3 separate regions of the Mus musculus genome follow, and regions 1 and 3 are each linked to region 2. The links are chromatin contacts, called in public targeted proximity ligation maps. All regions are on one chromosome and are shown on one strand. The core of a region is the stretch at or near the end of the contact, and the rest is flanking DNA. Distances in the headings are between cores, read along the strand shown. Region 1 overlaps Asah2 (N-acylsphingosine amidohydrolase 2). Region 2 overlaps Papss2 (3'-phosphoadenosine 5'-phosphosulfate synthase 2). Region 3 has its middle 100 kb from the start of A1cf.

The links.
Region 1: a targeted proximity ligation map of bone marrow-derived macrophages shows a contact between it and region 2, with 4 times the contacts expected there. A contact is called at or near these places in 3 of 39 promoter capture datasets (the 3T3-L1 cell line, hippocampal neurons and stem cell-derived epiblast-like cells) and 2 of 130 datasets of targeted methods (bone marrow-derived macrophages and large pre-B cells).
Region 3: a targeted proximity ligation map of bone marrow-derived macrophages shows a contact between it and region 2, with 6 times the contacts expected there. A contact is called at or near these places in 3 of 484 Hi-C or Micro-C datasets (all in embryonic stem cells), 3 of 130 datasets of targeted methods (bone marrow-derived macrophages, embryonic stem cells and large pre-B cells) and 1 of 9 other capture datasets (embryonic stem cells).

What each region holds. Positions count from the first base shown.
Region 1 is chr19:31,994,797-31,999,027 of GRCm38.p6, reverse strand. Asah2 (N-acylsphingosine amidohydrolase 2) reads left to right here. Exons shown (of 24, transcript NM_018830.1): 22 at 3,627-3,686. Among named protein-coding and RNA genes, the nearest start is that of Asah2, 110 kb to the left of the region's middle.
Region 2 is chr19:32,636,195-32,640,413 of GRCm38.p6, reverse strand. Papss2 (3'-phosphoadenosine 5'-phosphosulfate synthase 2) reads right to left here. Exons shown (of 13, transcript NM_011864.3): 3 at 3,145-3,380; 4 at 2,022-2,160; 5 at 1,377-1,495; 6 at 1,083-1,196. Among named protein-coding and RNA genes, the nearest start is that of Papss2, 18 kb to the right of the region's middle.
Region 3 is chr19:31,969,803-31,973,556 of GRCm38.p6, reverse strand. No RefSeq gene overlaps it. Among named protein-coding and RNA genes, the nearest start is that of A1cf, 100 kb to the right of the region's middle.

The DNA.
Region 1 (4,231 bases), core at 1,203-3,702, 640 kb after region 2:
ATGTTTGTGGGGCACTTTCTTGGTTAATGATTAATGTGGAGGGAGTCCACTGTGAATGGCGTCATTCCTAAGCAAGCTGCCCTGGCTTGTATTAGAAAGCAGGCTGAGCAAGCCATGGGGAGCAAGCATCACTTTTCCACACTTTCTGCTTCAGTTCCCGACTCCAGGTTGCTGCTTTGAGTTTCCACTCTAAATTGCTCTAATGGTGGACTATGAAGTGAAAGTTTGAACCCCTTCTTCCTGAGGTAGTTTTTGGTCAGTGATTTACCACAGCAATAGAGAAGCAAGCTGGGCCATTGCTGACTTGGGATCCTTCATGTATATGTCCAGGGGTGGTAAAGCTGGATCATCTCATAGCCCCAGCCTTAGTTTCTGAGCAGTCTCAGTACTGATTTATATATTGGCTGCCTATGTGTGCATGCCCAATAGCAGGTGAGATGGGTTTCTCTTCCCCCAATTCTTGCCAGCAGTGGCTGTTGCTGGTTTAGTAACCAGTCCAACTGGCATGAGATAAAATCTCAATGTGGTTTTATGCATTTCTCTGACTGCTAATGATATTGAGTACAATATTTCTAGAGCAGTTTTCCTTCTTCCTTTCAGAACATTCTGGTCTACTCTTTAGCTCATTTATTGATTAGATGATTTGATTTTTGGTATTTAATTTCTGGAATTCTTCTATAGAGCCTAGATATGACTACAGAGTCAGATCTCGTGATGACTAATGTTAATTGTCAAATTTGAAAGAATTTAGAATCACCTAGGAGATGGGCCTCTGTGAATCCCCGTGGAAAATCATCTGGATCATGTTAATTGATGTAAAACCCAGCTTTTCTTTCTCTGATTTTAAACTTACTTACATACTGTATGTATGTATGTATGTATGTATGTATGTATGTATGTATGTATAGGAACTAGACATGTATTTTAGGAGAGACTAGTGTGGTATAATTCCCGGTAAAGTTTATCATTGAGGCATATAGTTCTACAAGCTTTTCTACTTCAATTAAATTCATTATTCAGTAATTTCATATGTGTCTAGAATGCATTCCAATTGTTCACACCCCACTGTCTCTTTATTTATTTATTTATTTATCATGTATTTTCCTCAATTACATTTCCAATGCTATCCCAAAAGTCCCCCATACCCTCCCCCCCCACTTCCCTACCCATCCATTCCCATTTTTTGGCCCTGGCGTTCCCCTGTACTGGGGCATATAAAGTTTGTGTGTCCAATGGGCCTCTCTTTCCAGTGATGGCTGATTAGGCCATCTTTTGATACACATGTAGCTAGAGTCAAGAGCTCCGGGGTACTGGTTAGTTCATAAAGTTGTTCCATCTATAGGGTTGCAGGTCCCTTTAGCTCCTTGGGTACTTTCTCTAGCTCCTCCATTGGGAGCCCTGTGATCCATCCAATAGCTGACTGTGAGCATCCACTTCTGTGTTTGCTAGGCCCCAGCATAGTCTCTCAAGAGACAGCTATATCTGGGTTCTTTCAGCAAAATCTTGCTAGTGTATGCAATGGTGTCAGCGTTTGGAAGCTGATTATGGGGTGGATCCCTAGATATGGCAGTCTCTAGATGGTTCATCCTTTTGTCACAGCTCTTATCTCCTTCCCACTCATGCCCATGGTGCCCCTCCCTGAAGGTCCTTTCCTATGCTTGTGTGTTTTTTGTTGTTGTTGTTTGATGTCCCACTGAGTTTAATTAGCACCATCTATGTGATCATGGATATAGAATTAGACAACAGATCCTGTTGGACACGCCAGTGGGTATATATCTGAAGATAAAGACTGATCATCACCCAGTCAATAAATAAATAGCCACTGGTTTAGAAGGAATGCGTGGGCCCTGTGAGAACCCACCCATTTCTCAATTGACAGTTGGCAGGTCCAGTCTTGTGCAGGTCCAGTGCGGCTCACAAGTCCACATTGCAATGGCTATGTCATACCCTGAAAATAGCATTCCACAGTCTCTTCCCTATCTTCTGGCTCTTACATTCTTTCTACCACTCCTTCTGCAATATTACATGAACCTTCCTGGGAAAGGTATAAATATCCTCTTTACAGCTAAGAACTCAGCTGTTTCTTTTTTTGTTTGTTTGTTTTTTGTTTTTGTTTTGTTTGTTTGTTTTGTTTTATTTTGTTTTGTTGTTTTTGTTTTTGTCTCAGCACCTTGAGCAGCCAAGACTTTGCCATACACCAGTCATTGTATAGAGAGGCTTCTCTGATTAAAACTAAGAGAAGCACTTGTCTATGCTTACTTACATCAGTGTTCTTGAAAGCAGTTTGACACACTGTCAATCTCGATGGTAGGCATGAACATTTTGGGGGAAGAGGATCCAGGTCTGTATAAAATGAAGAAAGAGAGGGGTTGAAGCGAAGATACAGCAGTGAGGAGTGTGCACTTCTCTTCTAGGGGCCATGAGTTTGGTTTCCAGCACCCATGACTGGTGACTCACAGCCACTTATAACTCCAGTTCCAGAGGAACTGAAGGCATCTAGCCTCTGTAGGCACCTACTCACATGCAGAGGGACAGACAAATAGACAGGCAGACAGGTAGGCAGACACACACACACACACACACACACACACACACACACTCACAATTAAAAATGAAATAAATCTTTAAGGAACCTCAGAGTGAATTGTGAGCCAGAGCAGGCTCTTTCTCCCTAAGGCTGTTTCTGTCCCATTATTTTATCATAGGAATAGGAAAAGAAACTAAGATAGCTATACAGTTGGCAAAGATTTGTTGCATCCTGTAAATGCCTCTTTACTCTGTGGATGGTTTTCTTTGCTGTACAGAAGAAACTTTCTAATTTCCTGCAATCTCATTTGTTAGTTTTGGGATTATTTCCTGTGCTGTTGGAGGTCTTTTGAGGCTGCCTTTTCTCCAGTTAATATGTTGACACCTTTGTCAATGATTGGGTGACTCTAGTTGTGTGTGTTTACTTCTGATTCCTCTGTGGTCTATGTGTCTATTTTAAGACAGGGCTCTCTCTGCAATATAAGTTGAAGCCATTTTCACGTGTTGTCACATTGAAAATTATAGCTCTGGATCTTAATTTGTTAGAATCTGCCTGTCTTAGTCAGGGTTTCTATTCCTGCACAAACATCATGACCAAGAAGCAAGCTTACATTTCTACATTGCTGTTCATCACTGAAAGAAGTCAGGACTGGAACTCAAGCAGGTCAGGAAGCAGGAGCTGATGCAGAGGCCATGGAGGGATGTTCTTTACTGGCTTGCTTCCCCTGGCTTGCTCAGCCTGCTCTCTTATAGAACCAAGACTACCAGCCCAGAGATGGCACCACCCACAAGGGGCCTTTCCCCCTTGATCACTAATTGAGAAAATGCCTTACAGCTGGATCTCATGGAGGCATTTCCTCAACTGAAGCTCCTTTCTCTGTGATAACTCCAGCTGTGTCAAGTTGACACAAAACTAGCCAGTATACTGCCAAAGTCAAATTCTTTGGATCTAATTCTTAACAAACTTAGAGGGAATCGCTTAATGAAATAGTGTGGAATGTGTACAGCATCTAGGGTGTTGGAACATAGCGCAGACAGTGCTTCCAATCTGAATAGAGAGGCTTAATCTAGACTTAATTCAATGCCGTTTTTATTTCCAGGGAGAAGTGGTTGAAGTTATATTTGTAGGCGCTAACCCAAAGAATTCAGCAGAGAACCAGGTGAGCATCGCTGTCTTCCACGTTTATACCAAGTTTCCCTTCATTTTACAGGAGACATCGCACATCCAAACATATATCAGGTTTTTTTTCTTTTTCTTTATTTGTGGAGGTGGGAAAATGTTCAGTGGGTACAGCTAGGGTGGAATTGGATGTAGAGATCAGAGCCCATGAAGATTTAATCAACTTCTTCTAGTGCCACATATAGAATAACTCCTCCATGACTACACTGCTTCCCCAGAAGTTATAAATTCAGAGACATTCTCATTTACATATTTAAATTTAGAACTTACTAAGTTTGTTAACTTATTGAAAGGGCCAAAAAAAAAAAAAAAAGGACATGGTTTCCCTGCCTTTTGGGGGACTTTCTAACCCCTCCAGCATTGCTCCCCAACTCTTGTGTTAAGATGGGATCACACACTGGAGCCTGCCCTGAGGTTCTGGCCCATCTGCTGTTTGTTATTTTACATTAATTATCCATTTTCATGTTCTTTACTCTTGGCACAATAAAATGTTTATTTATTAATCTTGAAAAACATATGGCCAAT
Region 2 (4,219 bases), core at 1,669-4,168:
AAAAAAAATAGCAAAAGAGACTTGACCATCTTTATGCACAAGAAAGACTGATCCATAAAAATGCTATAAGCAGGTCAGTATCTGGGCTTGCATCTCACGTCTTCCAGCTAACGAAATCAATGCAATGGACTGCCTCTGCCTTTCCTCAGGTTGGAGTCTTCCTGATGTGGCATGGGTGCAATCTGCAAAGAAGCTTCTAAAAGAACTACTTGTTCTTGCTCATCTTGTATCATATAGTCTCCATACTTGGCCTTGCATCTCAGATATGGGGCTCTAAGGACATATCTGAGGATGACTGCTTTATCCAAGAGGTTATGCATAGAACACCTCCGCAGGTGTGAGGTGACTGTAGCTATAAACTTTCTCAAAAGGCTTATCTTTGACCTGTTGGTTGTTTTATTCTTGCCTATGGTGGCTGTCATTTCACGGCACAAAAAAACCATGTTCTTCCCAGTAACCACTTTGTGTTTATAGAAGCATCCTGCCAGGACCAGCACCCCTTCCTGAGGTGCCATGGATGTATACATCGCAACAGAATCAGCAGACACACAGCGAAAAGCTCTTCTTGTTTTAGATTAGTGCTTTTTCCCCTTTGTATTCTTTCACACTTGCCGAAGAAGCACTTACATTCTGGACAAACTTCTCAGCCATTGCTAACAAATGATCCCTGGAATTTCATTTCAGCAGGAATGAAGGTGCAGGGGAGCTATGCAAATTGTCCTATGCAAATACATTTGCAGGGTGAGGGGGTGGGGAATGTCTTCATAGACTCACCTTTACTCAATATTTCTTATGGTCAAAGGAATTGTCGGGCCTACGAGATGCCTCAGGGGCTGAAGGTGCTTGCCACCAAGCCTGATAACTTGAGTTCAATCCCCATACATGGTGAAAGGAAGAAGGAAACTGACTGCTACATGCTGTCCTGACTCCACTCATGAAGTATAGTATATCACACGTGCGTGCACACACACACACACACACACACACACACACTGAAGGTAGTTTTAAAGAAAAATTGTATAATAGTTTATAATGTTAGATTCTAAGAAGCCTGAGTCTCTGACCAGTCTGTATTCTCCTACCTTGGTAATTGGTAGTGATGGGAGAGTCTCTGCCTCAGCTCGGATTTGATCGACTTTGTTTTCTGGCACAAAGAGTTCGTGGATGCCTTTGATGGTGGTGTGGGGTACAATGTTCTGTGGGAAACGAAATTGGCAATAGTTACTGAGATTGGCCAGGGAATAAAGAAACTCAGATTATCTTTCAACACACACACATGCACACGCACACACACATGCACACACACATGCACACGCACACACACACACACACACACACACACACACTGAACACACTGGCAAGAACCACCCTCCTACCTGCTCCTGCAAAAGTTCCACCACCTGTTGCACACAGTCGCTTACTGAAGACAGGTTGGTCTTCAGCACACACTCTGGAGTTTCAGGTTTCTCATAGTCAGAATCGATGCCTGTAAACCCTGCGGAGTATAAGATCTAAATCATATCTGTGTCTGTGGAAGAATGCTGTCAACCCAAGAGGCACAACATAGAATGCACTAATGTGTTAAGCTGAAAATGTGATTTGTAACTAAGACTTTGAACAGTCCATCCTTGACTCCCTGCTGTAGATAAGAAAGTGTAGATAAGAAAGATACAGCTGTATTTTCAGTATGGAAAGCCTTGTGTTAGTAATGACACCCGGCAGAAACCAAGCCTGCTGCTGCTGATTAGAATACAAAAGGGAAGGAAGGAAGAAATTCTGCGAGACTCATTCCTAAGTCTGAATTCATCTATCTGTCTGCTTTCTCTGAATGCCACTCCTTCTGCCTGAGGTGACAGTTCCTTCAAAGATAATCCTAAAAGGCCACGACCATTCTGAACACACTGAGCGTGTGCTTTCTGCAGCCGGGACAGAGTGTGTAGCTTCAGACAGATTTCTAAAGACAGAATCAGAAGACTGGCAGGGTCAGTAACTTTCAGAGGCGCTGCTGGCTACTTTCATACCTTTAATCTCTCCTGCTCGGGCTCGTTTGTAGAGTCCTTTTACGTCTCGGCTTTCACAGATATTTAAAGGCGCATCTACAAAGATCTCAAAGAACGGGAGTCCTGCTGATTCGTGGATTTTTCGGGCATTCTCACGATCCTGAAAGATCGTGTGTTTAAAAATATAAAAAGAGAGCAAGAGTGGAGGGGTATGCCCATAAACCCAGCACCAGGAAAGTAGAAGCAGGATGAAGAGATTCAAGGACAGCTTGGAAGGGGAGGGCCAGGCCTGAGTGAGCCTGACACTTGCTCTTTTTTGCATAAAATGCGGTATGAGGTTCTTATCAGTCAACAAAAGTGCTGATAACATGTTCTTGGGTTCTGCAGCCTCCAAAGTCATGCGCAGAATAAACCTCTAATCTTTATAAGTCACCACGTCTGGTATTTTGTTATAAGGGAAAAATGGATTAGGACAAAATTTCCTAATGAGATTCTTCATGGCAAAACACCGTGTACTCTTGAAGTTAATACCCTTGGGGTAACAGGAGGAGGTGAATAACTGACAGAGTCCTTTCACCAAGCCCAGAGATGTCCCTCTCATAGGCACACTGCCTGAAGGGAACTGCCGAACACAACTTCCCCTAAGAGCAGGGCTGAGCTCTTAACACAGCAAGGATTTGCTAGAAATATCCTGCTTTAGACCGGAGCAGGGATGCCCCGGTCAGTTCTGTCCCCTCTAAGCCCACAGAAGCCCGTGTTGTGCAGTGGACTTGCTCTGCTTGGGCTAGCTAAATATTCTTGTTCAGACGATCGAAATTACAGACTGGGAAGTTCTTGCTCAACTCTTTCAACTCTGACCACATGTCCCTGGTGACTGTCACCCATAACGGCCTCATGTCAACTGGGGGCACTGGCTTCTGGCAGTGAGGCAACTCTCTTTACATAACCAATAGAGGAAATGAGATGACCCGAAAGGAGAGAGGGAATGGATGGGAAAGTGAAAGTCTGGTGACTTTCTGATCCCCCACCCCCACCCCACCTCCCACTCCCCCGCCCCCCATCCCCACCCCGCTCCACTGGCCGAGGGCCACAGCCCAGGGAGGACTCGAGGATACCAGCTCCCGCCCTGGGCCAAATCTTTTACCTTTGCAAAAGGAGAGATAAAGCTGGTGATGCAAACCAGGCCGGCGTCGGCAAAGAGCCTGGCCACCTCCGCGATCCGGCGGATATTCTCTTCTCGGTCCCCCGCAGAGAATCCCAGGTTCTTATTAAGGCCATGACGGACATTGTCCCCATCCAGAGAGTAACATGGGATGGCGTGAGATACAAGGTACTCTTCCAAAGCAAAGCTTATGGTTGTTTTCCCAGCACCAGAGAGACCTGTTGAGAATAGGCAGGGAGACTAGGATGATAAGTGACCAACTCAGGAATGGTGGTGCATGCCTGGAACCTCCGTGTGGGTGCGGTGGAGACAGAATGATCAGGAGTTTGGGGCTAGTCTCTCAATAAACCAAAGTCCTCAAAAGATGAGAAACCATGAGGTAACCCGGTACCTTTCCACATAGCTAAACTCTTAAGAGAATGCTCTAGGCTTAAATGAAAACCATTAAAATCTAGAAAGAATACAAAGCCCAAGTGCTTGCATCTGTTTTATAGTTTGGAAGGTTTTTTTGTTTTGTTTTTGAGCAACCGAGGTTTGTCAATAGGGAGACCTGGGGTGGTAGATCCTGTGCTGTTTTACCTGCAAACACCTTAAAGATTAGGAAGTTCTTCATACAAATGAGATGCTGGCTGCTTTTGAGAAATCAAAGCTGTGGTGACAGCTGACCTACCTCTTCTGGTAGCACTTAGAGGAGACAGGGAGAGGTACCCAGAAGACTAGCAAGCTCACCCTCCCAACTCCCTGCAGATTTCACTGAACACCCTCTAGACATTAGACCCATCTGCTGCCCTTTGGCTGTGAGAGTTTTCAGAAAATGACTGTTAAAACACAGAGATGGTTGACCACGCTGACCGAGGCTGAGGAGTTCTGAGCTCTTAGGTGCCTGTGCCTTCTGAAAGACCCTTCATGTTTTATGTGCAAATGGAGTCAACGTGTCTGCCACACAGAACTCAATGTGGAAATGGGAAAACCAAAGAGAAAAAAAGGAAAAAGTAAAAGCAGAGAGAAGATGTACGTGTGTGTGTGTGTGTGTTTGCACATGCATGCACATACATGC
Region 3 (3,754 bases), core at 702-3,201, 670 kb after region 2:
GTGGTAAAAGTAGACAGATGGCTCGGGGCAGCTCCAGTGAGGATGGGACCTTGGACCTTAGACCCCAGCATCTGTGGCTAGCTCCCAAGTGAAATGTGGGATGTTAACCTTGAGTGATGACTGCCATGGAAATTAAGTGGAAAAGAAATAGTCCTCACAAGTATCATGTTTTCTGATACACTCTCTCTCCATTAAGTGTTATTAAGTGTATGGAAAGAAATTAGGCAAAAATTTGTTTTATTTCATAATCTTATGTAAGTATAAATAAGTTTAAAATATTAATACACCGTGAAAAACCACAAGCCAGAGAGACTCAAATAATAATTATTTAAAGGGATGCATGAGTCCGTATTGCTGAAATTAAATCACCATTGATTTGATTGCGGTTCTAGTTGCTCTTGCGGATTTTGAGTCTGCTTCTCTGTGTTATAGTGGGCTGTGATAGCTCACTTCCAGTGATTACTCTTTTCATTTGTACTGTTGTGAAACTTACATTTGAGCCAACATGGTGGCACCTGTTACTCCCTGCATGCCACAGAATACCAATTGCCTAAAAGCCCATCCTTGATGATGGGCTATGATGCAGAAGCATAGGATGAAGTAAACTCATCCCTTTCCCAACCCCAACTAGCTTTTGGCTGTGGTCTCTATCACAGCAATAGAAGCCATAACTAGGACATAAACCTACACCTTGGATGCTTCTTCAAAGCTCTGAGTCTTGTCTAGGATTTGACCTTGCAAGTCTATGGCAGGTATTGTAAATAGGTTTCATCTTTCGTGGTTTTCTTGACAGACATACAGCAGCTGCTTGTAGACGGGAATTAAAAGGGTTGAGGGATGGTGCTTGGGTCTGTGGGAACAATGGCTGTGATGGGAGAACATTGTTTCACGTGGGCAAGGCCTGAGTTAGGTTGTCCTTCTCCATCCATGGCATTGTGTAAATAACCTTTTTGAGACACAAGTTTAATGGCACATGTATAAGATCCGTTTTTCTAATACTAGAAACATTTTAAAAATAAAATTTTATCTTGTTAAGTTTTTTTCCCCCCTGGTTTTTTATCACTATCTATACAGTGGAAACAAAGACATATAAATATGAAAGACATTATTAAAGTTACAAATGCTGGATTTCAAATGGGTCAGATATAGGAATAGAATTTCCAGGAGGGACAGAAAACCATTCCGTAGACTGCATGACCCCATGTCCTACTCCAACAAACTAACCAGCTTCTCTCTCAGCAGGCAGACACCTCTGCTCAGGAGAGGGCAGAGAAAAGAGACACATTCACCCTAGCTAGGGTGCAATGCCTGCACACAAGCGAACTCTCCCTTTGCTGGATCTGCAGCGCCACCTACTGAGCCAGAAAGGAAGTGTATAGAGGCTTTGACGTGCACATGGGGACCCTGGAGGATATCGTTTTTTTTTTCTGAAAAGCGCATTTTTGCATATCATAATCTAGTTTATTTGCAAGGCAATGTTTTGATTGAACCCTTCTGAGAAGGTCTCACTGTTATTTTTAATTTAGTGTAGAGTATAATCATGCATGCTGACAATGTACATTAAATCATTTGTTTCTTTTCTTAGAATTAGTGTTTTAAATAAATAAAAAAAAAAACCCTGAAGGTTAAAAACTCAAAACCTCACTTCTGATGTCTTTCAAATTACAGAACTAAGGCACATTGTTTGAATGCTGTTCAGGAGATGATGAAGTCCGCGTGGGAGAAGGGAGGACAGCAATATTGGTTACGTTTTTATTTCAAGTTGGCATTTCATGCCATTGTTGATGTTGGTACCATGAAAAAAGAAACACACAATGATCCAAGAACTCTAGGAATTAGATTCTACTCAGGCTCTCTGTCTCTCTCTTTGTCTGTCTCTGTCTCTGTCTCTGTCTCTCTCTGTCTGTCTCTCGGATTTACATCACATGCTGAGATCACACAGGGTTTGAGGAACTGAAAGCCACACGTCTAAGTAACCTTTTCTAATTTAGTGTCCCTTAAATGTAGCTGGACTGGGACGATTTGTTTTCAAAGCATTTCCAACCATTGTCTCTGTCTTGCCAGGTAGGCAGTTGTGTATTCTGCATGTGTGCCCTGGTCTATACCTCATGGCAACCTCCTGATTTCTATCTCTACTTCACAAGAAGAGGAGACTGGAGTTGGGAGAGTGGACAGCTGGGTGCAAAAGGCACAGTTAGAAAATGTAGGCTGGAATGAAAGAGACGGCATGTCTGGTTTGTAGGACCAGTTTGCTCCTGTCATGCCACACAGCTGATCAGAGGGACAACACAAAAGCTTATGTTACAGAAATAAGCAACTTCATCTTGGATGTTGGAAATCGTGTGTCCTACCTGTAATGAATGAAAAAAAGGTGGCTTATGTCTCACTCCACAGCAGCAGTCCATCTAGCTTCTCCTAAAGCCAGGACATTCTCTTGAAATTTCTCTCTCTCCGTGTCTCTCTCTCTCTCTGCCTCTGTCTTTCTCCTTCCCTCTCTGTCTTTATCTCTGTCTCCCTCTCCCTTACTTTCTCCCTCCTCTCATTCTCTCCCTCTCTTCCCCCTCCTCCCCTTCCTCCCCCTCTTCCCCTCTCTCCATCTCTCTTGCTCCTCTATCTTTTCTCTCTCTTTTTTTCTCATTTTCTTTCTTAGAAAAAAGTTTCTGTAGCAGTAAGGATGAACCCAGTGGTTTTTGCATGCTGGGCAATCATTGTACCCCTGATCTGAATTGCTAAGCTTCCTGAGAGATTCTGAATAAGGTATAAGACACATTTCCTCTGGTCCCTTCCCATGTCTATGCAATGCTCCGGGCTTCTTAGCTATGAAAGTGAGATTTAATTCACTTTAATTCTCTGTGATTCCACTTTCAAACATACTGTCCCGAAGAGACCACATATTATGAGCTTTGTCAGTAAGAAGTGAATATAAAAGAACAGATAATCCCGGAAGGAATGGCTGGATGCCTGACCTATGATGTAAAATATATTTCGGGGATGTCTCAGCTCTTGTCTGCTTTCCCACAGCCATGCATAAACTGCCTACCCCAGTGTATCTCTGGTTATCTTGCATTTCCTGCAGCTTTGCATCAACCACACTTACATTATTCCCCTTCGGACATTAATACAACTCAATAGCTGCTGCCCAAAGCTGCTATCCTTGTAGGAAGTGAGTGTCTCCAAATTTCTTCAAATACTTGAGACATTGAATTATTGTGGTTATTGCTGCCTTCAGGGTATCTTTGCAGGTTGGTAGCAGAGAACTCTTTGGTAGTGAGGAGGTTGCCACCTGTGTGAGGGACAAGCTGTGCTCCTCTTTCTCTGTGGGCCAGGTCCTCCTAGCAGGTGGGTGGCAGAGGAGGCAGATGTGTCTTATTGTGTTGTCCATGTTCTCTGATCACTTCGGCTTCCACCTGTGGCTTTCAGGAATTAATTGGCAAGATGGGTGTAGACGCAATAAGAGAAATGCCTCGGGGGACAGAACCTGTGAGGGAGAAGAAGAAACAGGTTGGGGAGTTTGAAGGCTGCAACAGAGGTGAGATAGGTGCAAAGCCAGAGGTGAGGGAGGAATAATTGAGAAGAATGTCCCTAGACCCCAGCGTCTTGAGAAAGTCTTTGATGGAATCCAGAGGTGATTCTTAAGAAACCACCTTGATGAAGGAGTCTGTGTTGGTCAAGAGTGACCTGGTCCCAATGTTTCTGCTGTGTTAACTCCTTGACTAGGGTCAGTGTGAACCTCTCTTGAAAGATGGGTTAGATC